2 separate regions of the Bombyx mori genome follow, and region 1 is linked to region 2. A link is a contact called in public Hi-C data. All regions are on one chromosome and are shown on one strand. The core of a region is the stretch at or near the end of the contact, and the rest is flanking DNA. Distances in the headings are between cores, read along the strand shown.

Evidence for each region. A called contact is a pair of places that touch in the nucleus more often than the background predicts.
Region 1: a contact with region 2 is called in a Hi-C map of posterior silk gland, with 1.8 times the contacts expected there. The contact joins two enhancer-like sites. A contact is called at or near these places in 3 of 7 Hi-C or Micro-C datasets (midgut, posterior silk gland and whole pupa).

The regions. Positions count from the first base shown.
Region 1 is chr2:6,036,238-6,041,901 of ASM3026992v2, forward strand. It overlaps LOC101735982 (transcription factor CP2-like protein 1), which reads right to left. Exons shown (of 19, transcript XM_062672825.1): 14 at 5,243-5,288; 15 at 4,223-4,313; 16 at 3,521-3,636; 17 at 2,898-2,972; 18 at 2,284-2,416; 19 at 1-1,756. The coding sequence ends at 1,604. The region is part of intron 3 of LOC134200481 (a long non-coding RNA gene); the gene reads left to right. It overlaps LOC119629367 (a long non-coding RNA gene), which reads right to left. Exons shown (of 2, transcript XR_005245395.2): 2 at 5,419-5,664. Among protein-coding and RNA genes, the nearest start is that of LOC119629367, 4.9 kb to the right of the region's middle. Within about 2 kb of position 2,369, at least 5 of the 8 cell types and tissues checked have open chromatin away from gene starts, as enhancers often do.
Region 2 is chr2:5,972,624-5,977,962 of ASM3026992v2, forward strand. The region is part of intron 8 of LOC110384750 (WD repeat-containing protein 7); the gene reads right to left. The region is part of intron 3 of LOC134200481 (a long non-coding RNA gene); the gene reads left to right. Among protein-coding and RNA genes, the nearest start is that of LOC110384750, 11 kb to the right of the region's middle. Within about 2 kb of position 3,543, at least 1 of the 8 cell types and tissues checked has open chromatin away from gene starts, as enhancers often do.

The DNA of each region.
Region 1 (5,664 bases), core at 1,119-3,618, 62 kb after region 2:
CATCTTAGATAAATAACAGGTTAAGTATTAACCTTTATTTAATGCAGGTTTTGAACCGTATTCTTTGAAGGAGATGATTATATTCAAATCAATCTGTATTGACATATCAATAATTTTTTTTTGTCCAAATGCACAGATTGCCACCTTTGATAATAGACGACTCATGTATGGATTATAATCAACATACAATAATACCTTCAAATTCTAAACACAAAACTAATTAAAATATTCTCAGCTGCACAAATATATAAGAGTATAACATAATTTTTTTAGTAAAAATATGTGGTGAAGAATTAGTGTGAAATATAAGACACAATTGTATATGTACTGGCCCCTTTTTAGTGATCATTCTAACTGTAGACAACCCGTCCCACTTTAAATGTTCACTATCCATCATCACACACTCATTAAAATGTTCCAACTAGAACAAATCGTTTGTAAAGTCCCAAGATAATAAACTTAATTGCTTAGAACTTGTATCATCAATGGCTTACACAATGTGTACGCAGACTTGATTGTCGAATCTGATAGACGTGCAGTCCAAATCAGGTCCAACCACGTGTTCTCATAGGTCTGTCTGTAGACACTATAAGCTGCCACACATCCCTCTTAATCGAAATCATAATTGTTTTATAAAACAGGCTTTCCTGCCATCAAACCGTAAGCTGAGAGTGGAAGATAAGACGCAGAATGGTAGTCTTCAGCCATTATTAATGATATTAAAAGTACCGGCGTCTTAATTACTTAACACAGTTATTAAAGTGAAACTTTTATTACATCGTCTCAAATTTTTTCGTCTGTGTGTTGCATGTCGCGTGACGGTCAGCCGCGGAGTAGGGATACAGTGAAAGGCGCTCGTCAGAGCAGCCAAGGCCAATATGGCGGCGCCTATAGTTCGCAGCAGCTGACCGTGTAGTGTATAGACTATAACTCATTTGTACCAGTGCTCCACGCTATTTTGTTTTTGTTTTTGTCAGTGTTTAATGTAAATGTTGTTTGTCAGTTATATGTCTATAATGTGAAAAAAAGTTTCACTTTTACCGTGCTTTCATAAAACCACACAATCCTTTCTTTTTTTTAAGCTATTGCATAGCTTTTATCGCGGGCCTTGAGCGCGGCGACCGAATCATGAAAATCCGTAACGAAAAAAACCTTACACCCCTCACTCCGCCTACCATGTAGCTCACGTTCAACACATTCACACGTTGCGCTTGTGTAGTGTTTGTGAATAAGCGCGTGGCGTGACGTCACACTACATGCGCATCATGAAAGTCTGCCCATCTCTCTCTCGCGCGATCTAGCTTATGAGTGTGAAGGGGACAGTCTAGATTTTGGTTTTATTAATGTTTAATATAGCGTGGTTTGTTTTATTATTGTTTTAATATTAAATTATCATTGTCTAATTATAATTGCATAAGTTGATAAAAAATGCTATGCAATAGCTTTACCGCGGCAGTTCCCGAGTGCCACACGTTTGTTTTTTATCGTGTTCTTACGCATTACACACTGATGATGATCAGGATTGCAGACGAATCGTGAACCGATGACAATTGAATAATGTTGTATGGTCCACTCCCAAACACAGACAGTTCATCTTGGTTTGTCAGTTGCCGGTGGTGGCGCTTAGGAGCAGAGCATTGCAGTCTTCGAGTCTCTTGAGGCGATAAGTCGAGTTGTCTGGCAGATGTCGCACCAGCTCGTCGGTGAGGCGGACGCGAGCGCCGTTCGGACCGGACACCAATACGGTTTCGCAATCCTGCAAATAAAATAAATCAATCGTTACGTTTTTTTTCTTATCTTATTCTAGTAACCTGAGCGGTCAAACTGGGAGTGTTGCTAATACTGACCCTAGCAAGAGCAGTTTTTCACAGTATCTACCATTGGATCAGAAACGCGACCCACTGACAAGATCCGGCGAGAAACCAGTGGGCTGTGTCTATGGGTTAGTTTACTTGTCGAGCCCTTCGTTGCAAGCAACGGGTTCAGCGAGGACGGTAACCGGTACTTGGGGTACCTAAAAGCACCGTTAGTGGATCAGGAGGATCCGCAATTACGTGTTTAGGGCATAATTACTGGACTTTGTTCGTTAGTTAATGGCTTAGAGACGTGTTTTTAATTTTGGCTCGTGTGCAGCTAGAGCGCGCAGTGTATTTTTTTTTATTGCCCTTGTGGGCAGACGAGCATACGGCCCACCTGATGGTGAGTGGTTACCGCCGCCCATGGACTTCAGCAATGCCAGGGGCAGAGCCAAGCCACTGCCTACCGTTTAAATGTCGACATTACCTTGCTGCCGGCTCCCTGCAGCGCGTTCAGCTTGTGCACCAGCTCGTGCGCGCGACACGCGTGCAGGTAGAGCGCGCAGTGCACGTCGGAGGAGGGCGGGCACACGTACAGGGTGAGGCGCGGCGAGATGCGTCTGCGGATATATAGTGTTGTGGAGAATACAGTAACTCTACTTAACTAATTAGACATGAATGAATGAATGAAGAGTACACCTTTACTAACAACAAGTTTTGATGATATATTTTTGTTCATGTTCAACGTCTAATCAATTCTTTTAATTAATAATTAAAAATCTCACACTTGGAGTATTCGTATTTATGACATTGGAAGTTTCACGATATAACACCAGATCTTCATAGTGGGTGTCTTTGTATTTATGATATAGGAATTTATGTGATATTTATAACCCATAGGGACAACCCTTCATCTTCTTAGTGGGTGGTGATTTCGAACAGTATGTAGATGCATCAAAGCACTCTCTTGTGTGAGTGTGAGACAGATGCTAGCAAAATGTCTCAGGCCCATCAACTTGCCTATACAGCTCGTCATGTTATAATAGCTCCCTTAAGTTAAAGTTAGTAGGTATATAAAATACATGTATAGTTCATACTTACTTGGCGTGAAGTGCGTTGAACAGACGTATGCCATCAGCCAGTCCGACGATCTGGATAATGTCATCACGGGATAGTCTGAGAATGAAAGTAGTGTTTATTTACAGATTGCAAAGAAAAATATTGTGACATATATTTACTATCTATATAATTTGTTTGTTTGTATTTATTTCACGTCGTAAGGGACAGACATGATTGTTTTAAAGTGATAATATTCAGTCAGGAGAGTGACAGTTACGTTTTATCCCGGGAAAGTAAACTAATGCTTTGCCTCGACTTGATACCAAATTAATTAAAAGGTATTAAAATTTTTATGACTTCATAATTTTAATTATATTATAATTACTGAAAGATTCTTAGACAGTTAGAAGATTCTTATGTTTGATTTAATATTTTATTTTTAATGAACGATATAAAAAATGTATATATTTATTTTTCTATATATAATTTAAAAATATATTATATAAATGGCGAAGAGGTTGTTTTCTTATGGACATCAGCAATGACAGAGGCAGAGCCAAGCCGCTGCCTATCTGTCACTTCTTTCAAGTGCACCAAGTTCCAAACGCACCATTTCTTTTTTATATCATATCAGTTAGTATTTACAATCAAGAACATTGATTCACCTCAGCAGATCAGCCCCGGAAAAGTTCGCGAACGTGGCGGCGTGTTGCATGAACCGTTGTCGGGACAACCACACCTGAGTCTCGGCGGAGGTGGCATCTTTTGATAATCCAAAGTTCTGCAAAGAAAAGAACCTAGATATTTGTCTGACAAAGACAATAGCTTTCATCTAATCAGTAATTTACTGATGACGGTTTCTTCTTCTTCTTTTTCTCCACCTTATCCCACTAGGTGGGGTCGACACAGCTAATTTTTCTCTTCCATTCTCTTCTATCAGCCGTCATCTCAACACTCACTCCTCTCTCTCTGTCGTATCATCATTCACACACTCCATCCAAGCCTTTTTTTTTACTAATGACGGCGATTTAAAAAAAATATAATAGTAACCAAAAGTTGCATGAAGCTCTGTGACAGTCCCGTTATGGTTTTTTTATTTTTTATTTATTGATTAGATGGGTGGACGAGCTCACAGCCCACCTAGTGTTAAGTGGTTACTGGAGCCCATAGACATCTACAATGTAAATGCGCCACCCACCTTGAGATATAAGCTCTAAGGTCTCAGTATAGTTACAACGGCTGCCCCACCCTTCGAACCGAAACGCACTATTGCTTCACGGCAGAAATAGGCGGGCGGTGGTACCTACCCGTGCGGACTCACAAGAGGTCCTACCACCAGTCATTCCTGAATTAGTATTACAAAATACCTTGTCTGGTTCCTCAGCAGGCTGTGGTAGATCAGGCAGGATAGCTCCTGGGGAGTGGCAGGTTGGGCTGCTCACCTTCATCTCACCAGCACTGTTAGAATTTCACACGCTATCATTTATCAATCCATTTTCTTTCTCCATGTTTAATAATATTGACCAGTGACGAGTTTGTACACCAGGTGCTATTTAAGCAATTTTTTTTTGGAATTTATGACCTGGTAACTAAGAACTTTAAGTCATTAGTCTTATTTTAATTTATATTCTTATTTTTATGCAAAATGATAGCATAGAGTGAAATTAAATGAAATGAAGATGATTAATTTGAGACATTAATCAACTGAGATGAAATGAAATGAAATGATTTTATATTAATATTTAAATTTATGCTGCTTAACAATACATATAGTTTTGTGTCTGTGTTAAATTTACCAATTCCTTTTTGCAATAGAAATGTTGAAATGATTGAAGACTTTCAGAAACAGTACAAACTTTGCAGTATGTTACCTGCTGTAATAATAATCTCAAAGGCAGGATATATGAAGTGCACTAATGCAACTGAGATTTCAGTCTTTTTTTTTCTCCTACCTAAGCTGATGGTCTTGAGAGACCATAATTAGCATCACGGGGCAAGTAGGTGAGCTCACTGGGTTCAAACCTGACTTTGTTGCTCACACGAACCCTAGCAAGAGTCGTGCTTCGCAGAATCTACCACCGTATCGGAAACGCAATCGCCTGAGAAGATCCGGGAAGAAACTCAGTGGGCTAGTAGACTATTATTTGACACTGTGCTTCAATAAGTTAATATCCTGTCAGAATAACTTAGGGATGCATACTTATGATAGCAAGGCCACGTTTTTTATGGTTCTTTCCCAGTGGTGAAACTACATTCAAAATAACAAGTTAAAAGACCTGTTTGCTCACTTTCCGACTTGGAATATTTTTTACCCACGGAGAAGAGTGCTTGACTATTTTATTTTTGCCTTCTTATGTAAAGATATACATATGTAATAAAGAACTTACTCTTGACAATACAGCGGCTTCATTTGATTAGTAGTACCAACGATGGCTGTAACAGAAAGATATAACCGCATGGGTAAATAATAAACATACAGAGACCAAGCTTCTAAAGAGCGATCAAAATTGTTAGCTATTTTGGTAGGGTTGGCACAGGAGGATTAAAATAAATACACAAAACGTTTTTCAGCTTTTTTATGTATATTTTTTTTTAACAAATTGCTTAATCTAAATAGTTTTTTTTTTTGTAATTTTTGTTTTTTTAATAAATTTGTTATACCTCTTAATCGAAAGATAAATTCTAAATCTAATATAAAGTTTTTTAAATATAATCAATGGGAAAGCACTTGCATGGCATATCCAATTTACAATCTTGTGTATGTTTTACCAATACATATTAAAATATTTATTTTGTAGATCAAAATATT
Region 2 (5,339 bases), core at 2,293-4,792:
CGCTACGGGTTTTATGACGCAAGAACCCTAATCGCCAAAAATCTAGATTATTCTAGATCATTCTCAATCTTCGAAACATTCAACTGCCAATCACGAAGCGTTATAGATACCGTACGATAATACAAATGCATTTACCATTATTTGAGGTGATTTACTTTAATAATTCAGTGTAACGTGATGACTTTTGTCTCATGCGATTGATCTTAAGCAATTCAATTTAAGTATGGACGTAACTTAGAACATTTCCTTCACGTTTTTTCCCCTACCTGTTCACTGGTGGCCTAAGGGGCTATTCCAGTTACCAGAATTTGCTAACACGAACCCTAGCAAGAGCAGTGCTTCGCAGAATCTACCACCGGATCGGTAACGCGACCCACTAAGAGCTTCTGGCGAGAAACTTTTTTTTTTTTATTGCCTAGCTGTGTGGACGAGCTCACAGCCCACCTGGTGTTAAGTGGTTACTGGAACCCATAGACATCTACAACGTAAATGCGCCACACACCTTGAGATATAAGTTCTAAGGTCTCAGTATAGTCACAACGGCTGCCCCGCCCTTCAAACCGAAACGCATTACTGCTTCACGGCAGAAATAGGCGGGACGGTGGTACCTACCCGTGCGGACTCACAAGAGGTCCTACCACCAGTAAATATGACCACCAGTCAGTGAGGCTGACGATATTAATGTCGTAAAAAGTCTCTCCCCAGCCGATCAATACCAAGTCGATAGCGCGCTAATCATATTTACGACAACAACCCAAAGAGCCTGCAAAAGACAAAGGTCATACGTCACACGAAACATTTAAGAAATTAGGAATAGGAAAAATAACGAATATCATAAATATGAAGTATCATGGAAGTGCAAATCGCAACGTAAATTAAACATTATCTAAAATCTAAATTCTAATGTTTTTTTTTTTCTTTTTTTTTGGGCAGTTTTTCTATTTTTTTTAATTACATTGAAGCAACAACACTACCGTATACTACTACGTCATAATTCAAATATATTTTGTACAGTTAATTGGACGAGAAAAAAGAGTATGTTACGCTATTTCTACGCTAATGAAATGGCAATCAATCTATTAATCGAATAGAGCAAAAGGACTTGTCGCATTGTTGAAGGCAGAGACAACGAGTAATTCCGGTAAAGGGCGCTCGAGTTCTTTCATAAGCAAACGAGGAAAACCTAGAGCAAAAATGGCGGACCAATCACACGCAGTCGATCGAAACTATTTTAAATTTAATTCAAAGTAGCCAAGTTCACTGTCGTCATACGCCAGGGCTCGGGATGGATAACCTCGCCGAAATCCAAAGTAAAACTCAATTTAATTATTACTACATTAAAGGCTGATTTCAATGATCGCAATTCATTTTTTCCGCTTCAGATGATCCGTACGCTGTTACAGTCGACACGACATATTCAGAATTTTCCAGAATGTTTCCAAAAGTACTTTATTAGAATTATTTTGTCCGTGCTGTTTGGGTCATAAATAATCGGAGCGGTGAAGCGAATATTTCTCTCTCTGTTCCACTCACGAGCTTTATAGACAGGCATAGTGATGCGCATTATTGTTTTCGATAAGCGTTATCGATAGTGTATTTAGTTTTGTCTTTTTGTGGTTTAGTGTTAAAATTGAAAGTAAAAATCACTAATCGAACACTTATACCACATTTTTGTAACTTTGTAACTTTTCGGGATCTATTATAAGCAATATTTCGATATCCACTTTCGATATTTGATAACAGATGGCACTGCTCGTACCGACACAACCCTAATAATTTGCGAATGACCACGAGCCCGCCTTTAAATTTGGGCCACAATGACTTCATGACTACCTGCGAGTCGTTTTATTCAAACGAATAAAATTAACAAAATTTCTTCCGCTACAAAAAATCTGCCAACCCTAATACAAAGAATTTGACATCACTAATACTCGTATTACGTCTGAAATCACACGTACAACCGCAACGTATCTATGTCATATGCGTGCAAAATGAATCTTTTTTTTTTATTATTTAATTTCATAATTTTCTCAAAAGTTATCCCTTGTTTGTTTTTTAGACGAAAAAAATTACACGTTTATCTTTGAAGGTCCGCCATTCCTGACCTAGAGCATCAGCTGATTATTAATGTTGCCATTTTTAAAAATCCCCCTAAAAATCCGGCACAATCTTTGATACCAACAAACTCTCTCACTCTCGTCACTACTCGAATGGGACTATTTGCGACATCAAAATGAGACTATCCTCTCGACAATTAAAGCTACTTTTACGGTTTAATCTCGCGCGTTTGTTATTTTAATTTCACTATTAAGAGGGTAGTTAGCAAAATATTCAAATGTCGACGAACAACAACCCGATCGTCCGCTGACTGAAGTATAATACTAATAATTACGTTATCATGATGCAAGGGTGATGGCACCTATTACTAATAATATTGAGGACTAAAAGGCTATTTCCTTTAAGCGACATTTCTCTTTATAACTTAAAGGTGCGTTTTATTTTGGTATTAGCATCAACAGAGGAAGAAAGAAGAAGGAAGAGAGACCGCCCCAGAACAACGTATAGGCATTTGTAGGCAGCGGCTTGGCTCTGCCCCTGGCATTGCTGAAGTCCATGGGCGACGGTAACCACTCACCATCAGGTGGGCCGTATGCTCGTCTGCCTACAAGGGCAATAAAAAAAAAACTTAGCGTCGCTCGGTGGAGCAGGAGCTAGGTGACTTTTTTTTTATCGCTTTGATTGGTGGACGAGCTCACAGTCTACCTGGTTTTAAGTGGTTACTGGAACCCATAGACATCTACGACGTAAATGCGCCACCCACCTTGAGATATAAGTTCTAAGGTCTCAAGTATAGTTACAACGGCTACCCCACCCTTCGAACCGTCTTGGGCATGACGTAGCAAGAGCTGGAACAGACTGCCCAAGACCGATGTAAATGGAAGGATTTGATTCGAGCCCTTCACCCCAGCGGAGGGTAGTAGGAAATTATGATGATGATGATGATCAACAGTTCGATATTATCAATAGAACTTCAATTAAGTTTAGTACATTCAAATAGCTGAAGATGTTTTTTTGGATATGATAATTTTTTTTAAATTATGTATAAACTTTAAATGGGTCTCCTGTAAATTTGCAAAAATGTCACTTAAACTAAATATCCTATCAGTCCTCGATATGGACTATCACCCTTCCTGCTCGTGTTACATTGGCTAAAATGAGATGACTCTACAATACAATGCGTCTTCGTTAAAATGCAATTTCTCGGAAGTATCCGAAACGTCAAAAACAATATATAGACATTAAAAAAAAACACGCGAAACTAAACCGAAACAGTAATCCTAATGGCGTCTAAAAATCGCGAAAACCGAACAAGACACTAAATACATCATCAACCAAAGTTATTCTGTAACAGATCTATTCACTTGTGAATCGTGAACTAAAAATAAAATTTGAAACTTACAAAGCACACTTAATAAGTGTAGGCAAAATAAATTCCTAATCCGTTGTAGGAAAAGGATCTGACAGTTATTGTTCATCGGGTAGGTACCAACATAAAGAAATATGTGCGTATGCTTTTATTTTAAAGACGACAAGGCGTGCACTGGTATACTCCACCATTCTGCCTAATTAGGCTGCAAAGCGATCCCCGTGCCCGTTTGAAGTGTGGAACAACAATGGTATAATAAAATTGGAGGCTTTCCCTTTGTGACGTTTAGGAACTTTTACACTATGTGAGCCTTAATGAGCCTCTTCCATGATTTTACAGAACTTAATACTTTTATTTAAATCAACACAATTCACCTACAAAAACTGTAAGACCCTTTCCGTATCGAATTGCGTTTAAACATCGATTTTTACTGTGAAACTTCTTGAATCGATCCAAGCAGTTGAAGGTAGTATACAGTCAAGAGAAGACGCGGCGTAACTATCGCGATGATAATAAAAATAAAAATAAAGTATCTGAATTATTTATATGTATAAAACAATGGATGTTAATGTTAATAGAACTTTGCCGGTATGCGACAGCGTTTGTTATATCTATGGATTCAAGTCACCCCATAAGCCTACGTGTCTTCGTGAAAAAACGTAAGCTTAAAATTGTATGCTGGCTTCGAAGAAAAGTATGTATTTATGGTCACAGTAAACCAAAATGCAGTGCCTAAAACTTTAACAAAAAAAAACACTGGCACAGAATAGACGACCATATCGAAGCTGTTCAGTAGTTTTATGGAGGTAGATTTTTTTCCTACCTAAGCTGAGAACCTTGAGAGGCTATTTCAGCGTAACCTTAACTAGTAGGTGAGCTCACGGGGTTCAAGCCTGACGACGTTGCTAGCACCCTAGCAAGGGCCGTGCTTCGCAGAATCTACCACCGGATCGGAAACGCGACCCGCTGAGAAGATCCGGCAAGAAACTCAGTGGGCTGTGTCTGAGGGTTAATTTACTCGTCGAGCCCTTCGTCGCAAGTGACGGGTTCGACGAGAACTATGACCGGGCTGGAGGGTAGAGGTAAAGAGCGTCATTTTTATAAGATTCAAATTGAAAAAGTGTTGCAAGACTCATCGAAAAAGCGTTAGTGTAAGAATTGGATATTCTATTTAAACAGAGTGAAGTGTGCTGGATCGAAATGAGGTGTGGTAGTTTGTAGCGCTGTTTTTAAAAGTCTTCCACTTGCTACAGTGGCGCCACCTTATTTAGCTCCTTTTCGGCGGACACTTTTCAATACACTAAGACGGTGCTTCTTACTTCTAACACTATGTATAGGGTGGTAGGACATCTTGTTAGTTCACGCGGGTGGGTACCACCAACTTGCCTATTTCTGCCGTGAACCAGTAATGCGTTTCGGTTTGAAGGGTGGGGCAGCCGTTGTAACTATACTTGAGACCTTAGAACTTATATCTCAAGGTGGGTGGCGCATTTGCGTGATGTCTATGGGCTCCAGTAACCACTTAACACCAGGTGGGCTGTGAGCTCGTCCACCAATCTAAGCAATAAAAAAAAGGTTTCAGTGCTGACTTTATTTGATTTCAAATTAAACATCATAATCTTTCCTATGAATTTTTCTCGACACTCGACACAGATAATGTAAGCCGCAATTAGTTTAAAAAATTAAATAACGCCATCTAGTATCAATGCACCGTAATCGCACCGGCTTCTTACAAAACGTATAGGGAATTTGGCACTATCTTCTCTTAACAATGTAATAAGTGATATGCCTAAAATACCTTGACCATAATGTAAAACTCACTAGCAATATTTCGATATGTAGACAAAATTAAAAAAAAAACAATATTAGATTTTTCAAATATAAACCAACCAGAATTCACATTGTGTTATTT